Regions from separate parts of the Mus musculus genome. Here region 2 is linked to region 1. The links are chromatin contacts, called in public HiChIP or PLAC-seq maps. All regions are on one chromosome and are shown on one strand. Each heading gives the region's core, a stretch centred on a gene start, on an enhancer-like site or on the middle of the called end of the contact. The rest is flanking DNA. Distances are from core to core; before and after follow the strand shown. Region 1 holds the start of 1700012B09Rik (RIKEN cDNA 1700012B09 gene). Region 2 has its middle 14 kb from the start of Gpr83.

The links. HiChIP or PLAC-seq counts read pairs in DNA pulled down with a chosen protein or histone mark.
Region 2: a contact with region 1 is called in an H3K27ac HiChIP or PLAC-seq map of embryonic stem cells, with 5 read pairs. The contact joins the enhancer-like site here to the promoter of 1700012B09Rik in region 1. A contact is called at or near these places in 8 of 39 promoter capture datasets (the 3T3-L1 cell line, HPC-7-derived erythroid cells, macrophages and 4 more), 1 of 484 Hi-C or Micro-C datasets (CD4 T cells), 1 of 115 datasets of contacts at active chromatin or transcription factors (embryonic stem cells) and 3 of 9 other capture datasets (adipose tissue, liver and pancreatic islet).

Annotation. Positions count from the first base shown.
Region 1 is chr9:14,768,693-14,774,773 of GRCm38.p6, forward strand. It overlaps 1700012B09Rik (RIKEN cDNA 1700012B09 gene), which reads right to left and starts at 2,338. Exons shown (of 4, transcript NM_029306.3): 1 at 2,147-2,338. The coding sequence starts at 2,276.
Region 2 is chr9:14,843,221-14,849,970 of GRCm38.p6, forward strand. It overlaps the pseudogene Gm16379. Among named protein-coding and RNA genes, the nearest start is that of Gpr83, 14 kb to the right of the region's middle. Within about 2 kb of position 3,936, at least 9 of the 459 cell types and tissues checked have an H3K27ac peak or open chromatin away from gene starts, as enhancers often do. A contact at or near this core is called in embryonic stem cells, where this site is marked.

The DNA.
Region 1 (6,081 bases), core at 1,088-3,587:
CTGAGGATTTAGTGTCTGTCTTTTTAAAACCACCATCAATTCATAAAGGCAGAAGTCTTTCTGTCTCAGTGATTGGATGCTGAATGGAGAGTGGTATAAGAGGTGGAAAGCAGATGTATGCTTGGATACCACACTGCTACAGCTGGGTATGTCTGTCAGCACTAGAGAACAAGGGGCTCCTGTCACAATTCAACCCCAGAAGAACGCAAGGAAATTTGTTACATATTTGAGATTTGATGTTACTCTCACTAAGACATGGCAGACATCTCCTCTTATTCCAGGTTAGCCAACAGGTAGCATGAGTGTACTTGTCCCGACTACAAACTGGCCCAAACAGGATAAGAGCCTCGGACGTGACTCCGGTCCACTTCAGATGGTAAGGACTCAGATATGTCCCCAGACTCAGAAAAGTTACAACCAGGCACTTTAAGGTTCTCGTTTTTGTTTCCTAGGTTGGTCATGTGAGCAGGAGCCAGCACTGCTTGAAACTAACGGCTTTAGGCTTTCTCTGGAGAATCGCAGAAATAACACGGATCACAGAGAAGAGCTGCCTGCTCAAAGCGCAGGTCTCTTGACAGACTGCAGGTTGGCAACAGGAGAATTCACAGGAAACTGCTGAAGGAGATTTGTGAGAATGACAAAAAGCTGGAGAGGGGAAAGTCCTCCCTTAGGAAAGAGCTAGGGAAGGAGGGAGGGGGACTGGAGACAGAGGAAAGAGGAAAAGAAATGCACATACTGTGCCCTTGCTCATGCACATTTAAGTGTTGGTCAGCAGGCAGTTGTGCGCAGGACAAAGCCCAGAACTGCTGAGAACTGAGCCGCTCTGGGGGTTTGTTTTACAACAAGGGTTGCCAGGCTTCTTGACTTCTAACAGCAATTGGTGCTGATTTTTTATAATGCACCTGACCATTTTGCCTGTGTTTATTTCACAGTTGCCTGTGGGCTAATATAATTATTTATGTCTTATAATAAGAAAAGCCTGGTGTGGTGGCAGATTGATCCCTGGAGTCCCAGGCCAGACAGCCAGTCATCCAGCCATTCTAGCCTATCCTGCACGAAAACTTCAAGATCAGTAGTACATATTTTCTCAGTGAAACTTAAACCTGAGAAAAGAGAGCTGGAGTTGTCCTCTGGCCTTCATACATGCGCACACCATACACACACATACACACACGAGAGAGAGAGAGAGAGAGAGAGAGAGAGAGAGAGAGAGAGAGAGAGAGAGAGAGAGAGAGAGAGAGAGAAGAGGGCGCAAGCAGCGGGAGCCGCCAGATGCTCCTGTTAGTCCCCAGAGAGGCAATCAAGGAGGCTCTGAGCAGCCCTGGAAGCTGTTTGCACTCCTCCTTGGCCCTGTGTTTTCATCCATCTCCCTCACCAGCTGCTAAAGGATCAGGTACAGGACGCTACAAACCTGTTAGAAATATAGTTACAACTGCCTCAAGACAGTCTTTACTGATTTGAATATTGTTTGCATATTCCATGGGCAGAGGACATAAGAAAGATTGCATGTGAAATTCTAACCCAGGTAGTGATTTGGGGGTTTGGACTGCTGGAGGTGATTGTTGAAGGGTTTTAAGTATTTTGCCAGCCCTGGCTGACTTCATCTCCTTCCCCCTGCTCTGCGCCTTGGTTTTATGATCTGGGAAATGAAGGATGCCTTGTGAGGGGTGAGTGGTTCTTACCCTGCATCTCAGACAAGTAGGAGGGAGTGAACCCAGGTCCTGGAGGTCCTAGACAAGTGGTATACCACCAAGCTCTATCCCCAACACCATTAGATACATACCTCTGGGGTAATGTATTCATGGTTCCTTTAAAAAGCAATGCTGTTATCGACCAACTCAACTCAGTTGAGGATGATATCCAGCCCTTGGGCTCAGGAATTCTTGGTGAAGGGAAGATAGTCTCCTACATAGACGTTGGCCCGAGGAGATCCTGAGGGCCTAAGCTGTTCCCCATCCCTCCATGTCTGTCCCTGCTGTCACAGTAGCTTTCTGCTACTATTCTTACCTGCAAACAGCAGCTCTCCAGTTCTCCCCCAGAAACCTTAAGTACTCCAGCTAGCTCCACTTTGGGGTCTCCCCCCCTCCCCCGCCTTGTTGTCACTGGTCCCACCACTGCCAAGGTTTGAAGGTGAAGCTGAACTCACATTGTTGGCGAGACTCTTGGGGGCCACCAGGCTCAGCACGGGTGCGGCACCCCAGCCCTGCCGGCCTAGGCTGCTCCCCTTCGCGGCCCGCCTCTGAGGCTGTCCCTGCCAGCGCCTCCTGCCGCCTCATGCCACCGGGGTCTCCACGGCCTCTCAACTCCGCCACCGGCTGCTCTGGAACGCAAGGCGTCTGAGGTTGTCATAGTGACCGCAGATGCTCCGGGCCTCCAGGGCTCTGCCAATTTCCCACAGGCCCTGGGTGCAGGCAACAGCCTACCTGCTAGCAGGAGCCTTAATTCCTTAGCTACAGACCCCACGGAAAGGCCCCAGCTTTCTCAAGAGAGATGCTTCAGTTGTATAGCTGAGAGTCACAAAGGTTTGGAAAAGAGCCCGAGGCCACACAACTGTCACATGCGTGATTCAGCAAAGACTCCGAAGCCTCAAAGATTTGGTCACCACGTCCGGGTGAGTGTTAGGGTGGGCCACAGGAACAGGACCAGAAATTCCCCACTAGTCACTCATTCCATACAGTGCTTTACCAGTCACATCTAGACTTGGACATGATTCTCAACCAATTCATGTTGAAAATTCACAAGTTTGGGCTGTAAGTTACTAAATAGCTGTAGTTAGTTTACAAGGATTTTCGTACCCATAGTCTATGACAGCTCACAAAATCACCGATTTTTCAGGTGACAAACCCACAGAATTGGAAATGTGAGTCTGAAAATCGAGATTTTGTTCAAAGCAGTGGTTACCTCCGTCTCTCTTTTTTGCAGTCATTAAAAAAGTGGCACTGAGATTTTACAAAAATTAAATGTGCATTATCTTATAAAGTTAAATAATTCTACAGGGTTTTTAAAAAAAAAAAAAACAATTAAACAAATTCAGGAGACACCCTCCACAATATGTCTACTGTACCCTAGTGCCAACCACTTTCATTTTTGATTGATAATTTCCTGTAAAATGTGCAATCATTTAACCACATAAGTGGAGTAGAATCGTCTAGAAACTGACCTAACTATATGAGCACCAGATATAATAGAGGGAAGAAACTATTAAGCAGTGGAATTAGATGAAGTGGTTGCTCATCTGGAAAAAACTTGAACCTTGACTTCTAGTGAACAGTAAACTCAAACAGCAGCGTCTTAGGGTTTCCATTGCTATGAGGCACCATGACCAAGGTAAGTCATGTAAAGGCAAACACTTCATTGAGGCTGGCTTCCAGACTCAGAGAGTCCATTATCATCGTAATAGGAAGCATGGCAGCATTTAGGCATGGTGCTGGAGAAGGAGCTGAAAGTTCTACATCTTGATCCAAAGGCAGTCAGGAGAAGACTATCTTCCAGGCATCTAGGAGGAGGGCCTCTTCTGCAATGGGAGGAGCCTGAGCATGGGAGGAACCCTCTAAAGCCCACACAGTGACACACAGTGACACACAGTGACACACAGTGACACACTTCCTCCAACAAAGCCACTCTTAACATTACCACTCCCCAGAGGCCAAGCAAGTTCAAACCACCACAAGCAGATTAAGATGGATCATGGCCATAAAGGTGAAGCACCAAGACTTCTAGGCGATAACTATTGAACATGGCATGACCCTGAAGTTAGGAACAATTTCTTATACAAACAACAAAAGGCATTAACCATAAGAAAATGATAAGTTAGAGAACATAAAAATTAAGAGAGTCTCTTGATTGAAGTCAGCTATTAAGAGTGTGAGGAATCAAGTCACAGACTGGAAGAAAATTTTCTCAAAACACATTGGCCAACAAATAATGAGGACCCAGATTACATAAAGAACTCCTACAGATCAGTGTAAAGAGGGCATACAACTCAGCAAGAGATTGGAGAAAAATAGACAGATGGATACATGACAAAAAAGGAGATCCAAACAGCTGACAAGCACATGAGACATTGTCCCAAACTGTTACTCAACAGACCATGGAATGCAGTCTTCAAGGAGCTGTTACTTTCCACGTGTTAGAGTGGTTGCTTGCTAAACCAACAAACAGCAAACAGTCCAGCATCAGTCACAGGGGTTGGAAGGCGCATAGCAACTGGGTTCTCCTTCCCTACTGTTGAGCATCACCTAAGCTGGCCATAGAGGGTTAGGTAGGAGGGTTGTTTCTGTCCAGCTGGGGCAACATAGTAAGAGCTTGTCAGGAACAAAAGTGTAAATGTTAACCAGTTTGAAGAGCTAGTGATTTTTTGTTTGTTTTTGCTTTTACTAGAGAATGTAAGTACTTTGCAGTCCTCATATGAGACACACACGAACTGTGGAATAGATGCACCCAAAAGGTGCCCCAGAGTGGTCCCAGCGGCACCTTTCACCAGAGCCCCAAAGGCTCACAGAAAAATTAGAACTAAGATATAACTATCCATTATTGTGTTCTTAGAATACCATAATGAGAAGCAGCAAACTCCTTCTTTATGTAGAAATGTGAGAGATCCACAGATGTGATGTTGTACATAGTAAATTATTCCGTGGTGTAGCAGAAATTAATGATGAAGTCAGAGTAATGGACAGCTTTAGGAAAGAATAGTGGCTAGCTTTATAGCTGAGGGTGTGCTAGTGGCTAGCGTTGTGGAAATACCAATACCGAGGGTGTGCAAAGCAGGCTTTGGGGATTCCAACTGTATTTTGCACCTTGATTTGCAGGCAGCTACACAGTTTTGTTCATTTTGTATATAGTTCATCAAGGTTTCTAAGTTTGTGTCTGTATGTTATATCTCTACAAGGTAAAGATTAAGCATATTGTAGTTAACCTGAAAACTTAATAATAAAACAGTGTGGTATATTTGATCAAATAATAAAGAATTACACAGTTCTTGTTTCCTCTTTTCTCCAACAGCAAAAACTTGGAACTTATTTACTTTTTGGTTGTAGTCACTGCATTACTTTAGGTACTTTATTTTCTTCTTTCTTCTATGGCTTTGCCTTTTAAAGTTTTCAATCACCATATGTGTATGCCACTTCAAATTCTTTTGTGTATAAATTATTGGCAAAATCTATAAGATATTATTTTAGCTATTTCTATTTTTTTTATTCTGGAAAAACAAACAAACAAACAAAAAGAACAAGCAAAAGACAAAAACCAAACCAGGGTAGTAGATTTTTCCTCTTTGTGATTAAATGAAACTGACCAAAATGTACACCAGGTGGAGACAAAAACCAAAGATCTGTTCTGCCCTTGACGGACATAGAACATCACCACCACCAAGGGCCGCCTTTGCCCATTGCCAGGGAGTTAACATTGTAAGCTTAATTCTTCACATTTAGGACAGGTTTCAAGAACTCTTACCCATTGGTTTAGGTTTTGAATAACAAGTAAGTAACAGGGTGCTCTGTGCTATATTGCTTCAGAGAAGTGGATTCTGTACTCACTCCAGCATCTCCTCTCAATTCCTACAGCCCTAAATTATTTTCAAAGCCAACCAATCATTCTTGTAAGTAGCCATCATTTCAAATTTATTGAATGTTTCCAGTTGGATTAAATTAAGGGGTAATTGGCTTTATTTCCTTGTCTGTAAGTTATTGGAGAAGCTGCTCCTTATAAGGGCTTGCTTGGGATTTTAAAATTCCAATGACTTTTAACATGCAATTATTGATAACTTGCAATATCTCAAAGGATCCCCAAGAAAATGTACTTCCTAGAATTTGGGTAAGAGGTCATTATGTGTTCCTATGTGCTATAAAAAAAATAAGAGGATAAAATTAGTTATTCCTGGATATCTACCTTCAAAAATTATCTTCACTGAAACTGAGTGTAGTGGTCCAGACCTGTAATTCCAAAACTCTGTAGGCTGAAGCAGGAGACCATGAAGTCAAGCCAACCTGGGCTATCAGGTGAGTCTGTTCTGCAAAACCACTAAAAGAAATCAATGTAGTTGCAATATATTTTCTGTGCAAAGAACAATATTCTGCTCAAAGG
Region 2 (6,750 bases), core at 2,686-5,185, 76 kb after region 1:
GGCACAAAGGCCTTGACCGTATAAGGGTTTACTGTGGCTTACTGACTAAGCATATGCGGTCCATCATGGCTGAGGAAGCATGGGACAAGAACTCCAGGCAGGTGGTCACCTTGCATCTGTAGTCGGGACTTGGGGAGATGCAAGATGCTGCTCAACTAGCATTTTCCACATCCCCATCCAGAGATTACAGACCTGCACCTCCACAGCAGTCGCTTCTTCCCACATGGCCATGCTTCACCAATTCCACTGAGGCCTGTAACACAACTTCTCATGACTCACAACTGAAAACATTAGTCTCAAGTCCTGAAGCAAACCAGAATAGAAACTCTGCAGAAAATAAAGCCAAAGTTCCTATGAGCACAAGTCATGCATAAAGGCAGACCCTGGCCTGTGTGAGGTTAGTGAAGAGTGCCTTTCGGAGAGAAGCATGTCGGATGGCACAGGCTTCCTATTGAACACTGGGCTGGAACCACGGGTGGCCTCTTCACCAACTTCTCTTGAGTGTTGAAGGCAGAAGAAGCTTCAGTTGATGGAAAGTCTGTAATTGGTGAGGTCTGAGGGATTCCTGGAATAGCTTAATGTACCCGTTGGCTAACAACTTACTTAGTGGTGTTTTCCCACAGAATGTTTCTGTGGGTTGTTTTCTACCCAAATCACATTTATTGTGATATTCTACAAAACCTAAAAACTAGAGGCATGCAGGACACTGAAGAGCCAGCCCGCCACCATCTAGGTTCACTCCTGTTTATGGTGAAGCCTCTGTTTCTCAGGGAGTGGGCTGTGCCCCACCTGTAACCTTAACTACAAATGGTTCTGTACTGCCTGTTCCAGGAAACTGACAAGCATATCTTTGTTTCAAAAAGATGTTTATAACCATCTTGCGACCCTACCTTTCTTTCAAAAGGTTATTGTGGTGATCTGTTGCTATGATACCTTGCTATAATCACCTTGCAACCGTGTCTTTGTTTCAGGAGGTTGTTGGAACTAACTAGTTATGCTTATGATTCTGCTCCCATAACCCCACTTATTTTGTCCACCAAATTCTGCATTTGGAAATCCCTATCCATAAGACTTGCCTTCTTCACATCCAACGTTGACCTCTCAAACCCTGCCTTGAGGGAGGCAACCGTGTACACAAATAAAAGAGCTTGCTTTAATTAGTTACTTGCTTTAATTAACCCGGCCATGATGATTTGGATCACTGGTCTCTCTCTCTCTCTCTCTCTTCCCACCTCTGGGATTAACAGTACATGTGTGTGTGTTTGTGGACAGCTGTCTCCTTCCTTTAGGATAAAGTCTTGGATATGAAGTGTTGGTCTTGGTGTGAGATTGTATTCAAAGAATTAGTAACAAGTCATCACATTGTTTGGCTGAATCACAAAAGGGCATGAGGGTAAAATGGTGGACTGGAAATGCAAGTAGCTAATCAGCCTAGGACTTTGTCATCAGTAAAATTCAACATTAAGTAACACATCAGCTTTGCTTGTCTATAAGCATCCTACCACTGATAAAATATGAGACATCAAGTTAAGAAGAGAAGTTTATTTTGGCTTAGTTTTAGAATTTGGACCCCATGGCTCACTGGCTCCACTGTTTTAGACCTCTGTAGACACAGGACATCGTGGAGCTATGTGTGATGGGAAAAAACTCACTTCATAATAACAGGAAAGGCCAAGGACAAAAAATACCCTTCAAGTCATGTCCTTCATGTCCTGCCTCTAACCAAGTCTCACCTTCTAGAGTTTCTGCTATCTCCCATGAAGATGTGAAGCCATGAGTGATTAATTCATTCATGAAGATGAATGCCTCCTAGTCCTGGAAGCTCAAAAACCTCACCTTGAGACATTTGATGCATTGGAACCAAGCCTTCAACACAAGAGCTTCTCAGAGATATTTTAGATCCAATCCATATCATGAATATATAACTTTGTCCTTCAGTGTTGACTACCGGCTGTGTCCCAGACACTGGGAGAATAGCCAACAATGTAAGAGGCCTTAGCTTTTAGTCTAACATCATTTTTTTTCTCTTATAAACCATTTATTTCTCCCGGCCGGAAGGTGGGCATCGCTACCGGTGGATAAACACAGAACACTGCGTGGAGCGAGGCTCGAAGAACAGCGGTGCAGGTAAGTGGGGCCAGGACTCAAGCGAAGGTGGAACTGTTCCAGCCCACGTTGGCAGCGTTCATGTCGTAATAGTTGATGTAGACCCGGTCCGGGCTGATGTGCAGGCGACCGGACAGCAGGCCACACAGCAGCTTGCTGTAGTTGCGGTTCTGGGCACCACCGATCTTGCCGATGCTGTGCAGGCTGCAGAGGGTGCAGGGATCGTTCGTGCCGCTAAAAGTCATGAGCTGGTCCGGGACCACGTGCACTGCGATGTACTGTGCGGGCTTGCCGGTGGCCTGCGCCAGCTGCTGGGTGAGCTCCGACAGAAACCCCTCTGGCACGGAGGCGTGGGGAACATTGGTGTTCACGATGGACATAGGCATGGTGGCGAAGAGACTGCGAGCGTGGACCGGAGGACGGTACAAAGCGCGGTGTGACCCCCTAACATCATTTTTAAAAGGCTTTCCTGGGTTCTTCTGAGGCGGGCCTGCCCCAGATCACCATGAAGCCCACTAAGGTGGGTATATATTTTATTGACTAAGGGGAAGCAGATCTCCAAAACTGGCTTGGATGAATCACACTACTGTAATGACCAGAAGGTGAATGTCCAGGTCTCCCTAAGCAGCCATTTCACCATTAGCTTATTGGTGAGGAAGGACTTTAGAGCCTAGAGTCACTGGGAGCATCCTTTCACAATGCATTTCACTCCCATCAGATAATGATGGAGTATCTATCAGGTGGGCCACTGCAAACGGGATATTCTCTCCTGCTCCTCTCTACTGCTGGTGGGAGAATAAAAGGATACAGCCTTTCTAACAGGAAGTCTAACAAATTACATAAACCTCAGAATATTTCATCTCTGTTACCTGGAATTATGTGTCTTAGATTCTATCCCAGCCTCTAATTTGGACCAGTGGAAAGCAAATGAATGAAACTGGAAGGTAAATGTATGTCTCCACATGAAGTCTAGAAAGATTATATAAAAAGATTACCAAGCATTATTCACTGAAAACTACATTATTCTATAGTATCCCACAAGATTAAAATACTATCCAGCCATTTAAAAGAAGATATTAATTCCTTTTAAGTTTTAATCTTGGAATTAAACTTTTTGAGAAAAACTTGATAAGGCTGAAAATTCTTAAGGATAATATAATCCTGACGCGAAACTGATAAAATTACATTTCCATTTTATAGATAAGCATTAAAAGTACACCAAAATGTTAATGGTAAGATGGCGGAAACAACAAAAATGTGTGCACCTGACTGCAGTTGCCTGAGGAGGACACTAGAGGGTGCCACATCCCGAAGCTGGAGTTAAAGCACGTGGTTGCTGGGAAGTCAACTTGGGTTCTTGGCTGCAAGTGCAGCCATCTCTCCAGCCCTGGGATTATTTTCTTTATGTTCTTTGGTTTTTCTCAGAATCTTTTTTTCCATAAATGCTGTTTATAGCCAGGAGAAAGGCCTTTAATACTCAGACAACAGTAGCTTATGGAGAGGGTTCTAGTTTATTCCAGTGCTTCCTGAAGAACACAGTCTGTTCTGAAGAGGCTTCGCTCTCAGAAAGCGGAAGTGAAGTTAGCTCTGCTGGGCTTCTCTTTTAATAGAGTCTATTAATGTCTCTCATAGTCTTCCATTAAATGTTTAGTAAGAGCTGGCGCTGTGCGAGGCACCAAGCCAAGTTATGGTATAAAAGGCAAAGGCAGGTGCCCGCCCTTAAGAAAGCTGTGAGAGAAGTCACCTAGAATCAGCTATTGCCCCATGTAACAACTGCTGATGAAGAGGGCCAGGCGAATCCAGCCAGGGCGGGGTCCAGGGGGAGAGGGCAGGGTGACTGCAGCCAGGGCGGGGTCCAGGGGGAGAGGGCAGGGTGAATCCAGCCAGGGCGGGGTCCAGGGGGAGAGGGCCAGGCGAATCCAGCCAGGGCGGGGTCCAGGGGGAGAGGGCAGGGTGACTCCAGCCAGGGAGGGGTCCAGGGGGAGAGGGCAGGGTGACTCCAGCCAGGGCGGGGTCCAGGGGGAGAGGGCAAGGTGACTCCAGCTAGGCAGGGGTCCAGGGGGAGAGGGCAGGGTGACTCCAGCCAGGCAGGGGTCCAGGAGCTTTGCAGAAGTCACTTGCTGTTTAGAATTTTTATTTAGCAATTAAGCAACTAGGTGTCATATAAATAGTATGGTTTTTTTTCTCACATAATTTATATTTTTTATTATTCTACCCTTAATCAAAATCTCTGGAAATGTCAGGTGGATTTTTGGAATAGTCGTAACTAGTGGGCCAAAATCTGACTCACATTCTGATCTGTGTGTTTACTGCAGGATGAGCCTTTCTTAACTCCAGCATGTCATCAGGCTTCCCACACCACAGTGGCCGTTTTCAGTCCCACTGTCTGCAAGCAAGACTCTCAAGTGTAATTGCTAGAATTTGTCTTTATCGTAGCATGGATCTTATAAAATAGAAGTCTATGAAATGAAATGGAAATGGAAAAAAAAGATAACTTTTCCTTTCTGGAGCTCAGAATAAATGTTCCCCAAAAGGTATTTTTAAAAGTCTTATTAAAGCATTTTTTCAAAAGCATATGTCAAATGACAGCTATAGCTTCATCTTCAGAATGTGACTGTGCATCTGTCTGTTGGTGCTTCTAGAAGCATCCTTTTAAAAGATTGTATCTTTTAAATTATGTTTGTTCAGTGTGTGTATGTCTGTGAGCCTGTGCAGATGTCTGACTGTGTCTCTGTCTCTCTCTCTCTCTCTGTTTGTGTGTGTGTGTGTGTGTGTGTACAATCCACTGTACATGTGGAGATCAGAGGGAAACTTGTAGGAATCAGAACTCATGGTTGAACTTAGGCAAGTCTTGGGATAGAGAGTAAGCAGTTTTATCCACTGAGCCATCTCCTGGCCCCACCTAGAAACATTTTAAATAAAATTTCAATTCAGTATTAAAAAAAAAAACACTTTAATCACCATTCTTTCTTTATAAGATGCAATATTGCTCAAGTAGCTTAAAATCCTGATAAATTATCCTTTTTCAAGTTCTGAGGGTCTTATTTGAAACAAAGCACACAGCAGGAATAACAGAAGTAGAAAAATAGCTCAATGGCAATTAGCATAAAATTACAGCTGATACTGAATGAGTCAGCATGGAGCTGTGATCCCAGAAACACCCGCTCCAGGTCTGCCTTAGAGGGACTCTCTCTGCTCCATCTGAGATCTAGTGAAAAAATGTCCAAGTGCTTAACTAACAGCAGAATCTTCTAGAAGACAGAGAGGTATGTGCTTTTGAACTTTTGTGTGTGCAAAAGCATGTGTATGTGTATGATATATGTGTTAGGTATATGTATAGGGTTCATGTGTGTGTGAAGTGTGCACATGTATGGTATATGCATACATGTGTGTATATATATGCACATGGAGCCAAAACAGGAAGCCCATATTCTTGTCTGCCACTCTCCTCTCCCCCTTACTCCTTTGAAGCAGTGTCATTCATTGAACCTGTAATTCAATGTTAGTTTCTTTTTTGTTTGGTTTTTGGCTAAACTGGCAGCCAATAATTCCCAGCAATTCTCCTGTCTCCACCCCAACTTCTCATTCTGAGGGGACAGTCCTTCATAGAACTATACATGGCTTTTATGGGTGTTCAGCTATTATTCTGGTTCCCCTGAATATGCAACATGTACTCTTAACTGCTGAGCCCTAATGTCCAGGATCCTACAGGATGGATGAAGTACCAAAAAAAAAAAATTATTATACCCTGGTACTCTGCCTGCCTCAGAACACACTCTCTGCCTGGGATCTGTACTACATGTAAAAGATGGTGTCGGGAATAAGACAATTTCTGACCTGGGAAACCTAACAGTTTAGTGGGAAAAACAGTTATGTAGCCACAACAAGATAAAAACAAGGAAAATGGAATATGAGAGATTAGATCAAGTGTTAGCAAGTACTAACATAGAGGGTGACTTGCAAGCCCTCTATTTGCTGTCCTTAGGGTCTCATAATAGAGGTGTTTAGAGATTCTTTTTAGAAGAGGCCACATTAGAACTGAGTCTTTAAGAAGAGAGGAATTGCTTCCGGTTTCCCTCTATTGCAGGGAGGTGATCCTGTGCCACAGCGCTCTGTACCCAAATACTGCCGGGAGAGAGGAGATCTCCCAGGAGTACAGACACACCTGTGAGCACAGGTAAGACCACCACTTCTGCTCAAATTCATGACCCAAGAGGGACCTGCCTAGAGCCATCAGGACACAGGAACCAAGGAACAGCCGGGAACAGGATCCTTCCAGTGTCTGTCTGCACCCTGTGCCACAGCTCTCCATATCCAAATTCCACCGAGAGAGGGCTGGTCTCCCAGGAGTACACATGGGCTTGCAGGAGAGACAAGCCACAGTCAGAGACAGTAAAACCAGCAAATCCAGAGATAACCAGATGGCAAGAGGCAAGGGCAATGGCAAATACAGGAGTGGATGCTCACAGTCATCTATTGGATGGAACACAGGGCCCCCAATGAAGGAGCTACAGAAAGTACCTAAGGAGCTAAAGGGGTCTGAACAATATGAACTAACCAGTACCCCCTAAAGCTTGTGTCTCCAGTTGCATATGTAGTAGAAGATGGCCTAGTTGGCCATCAATGGGAGGAGAGGCCCTTCGT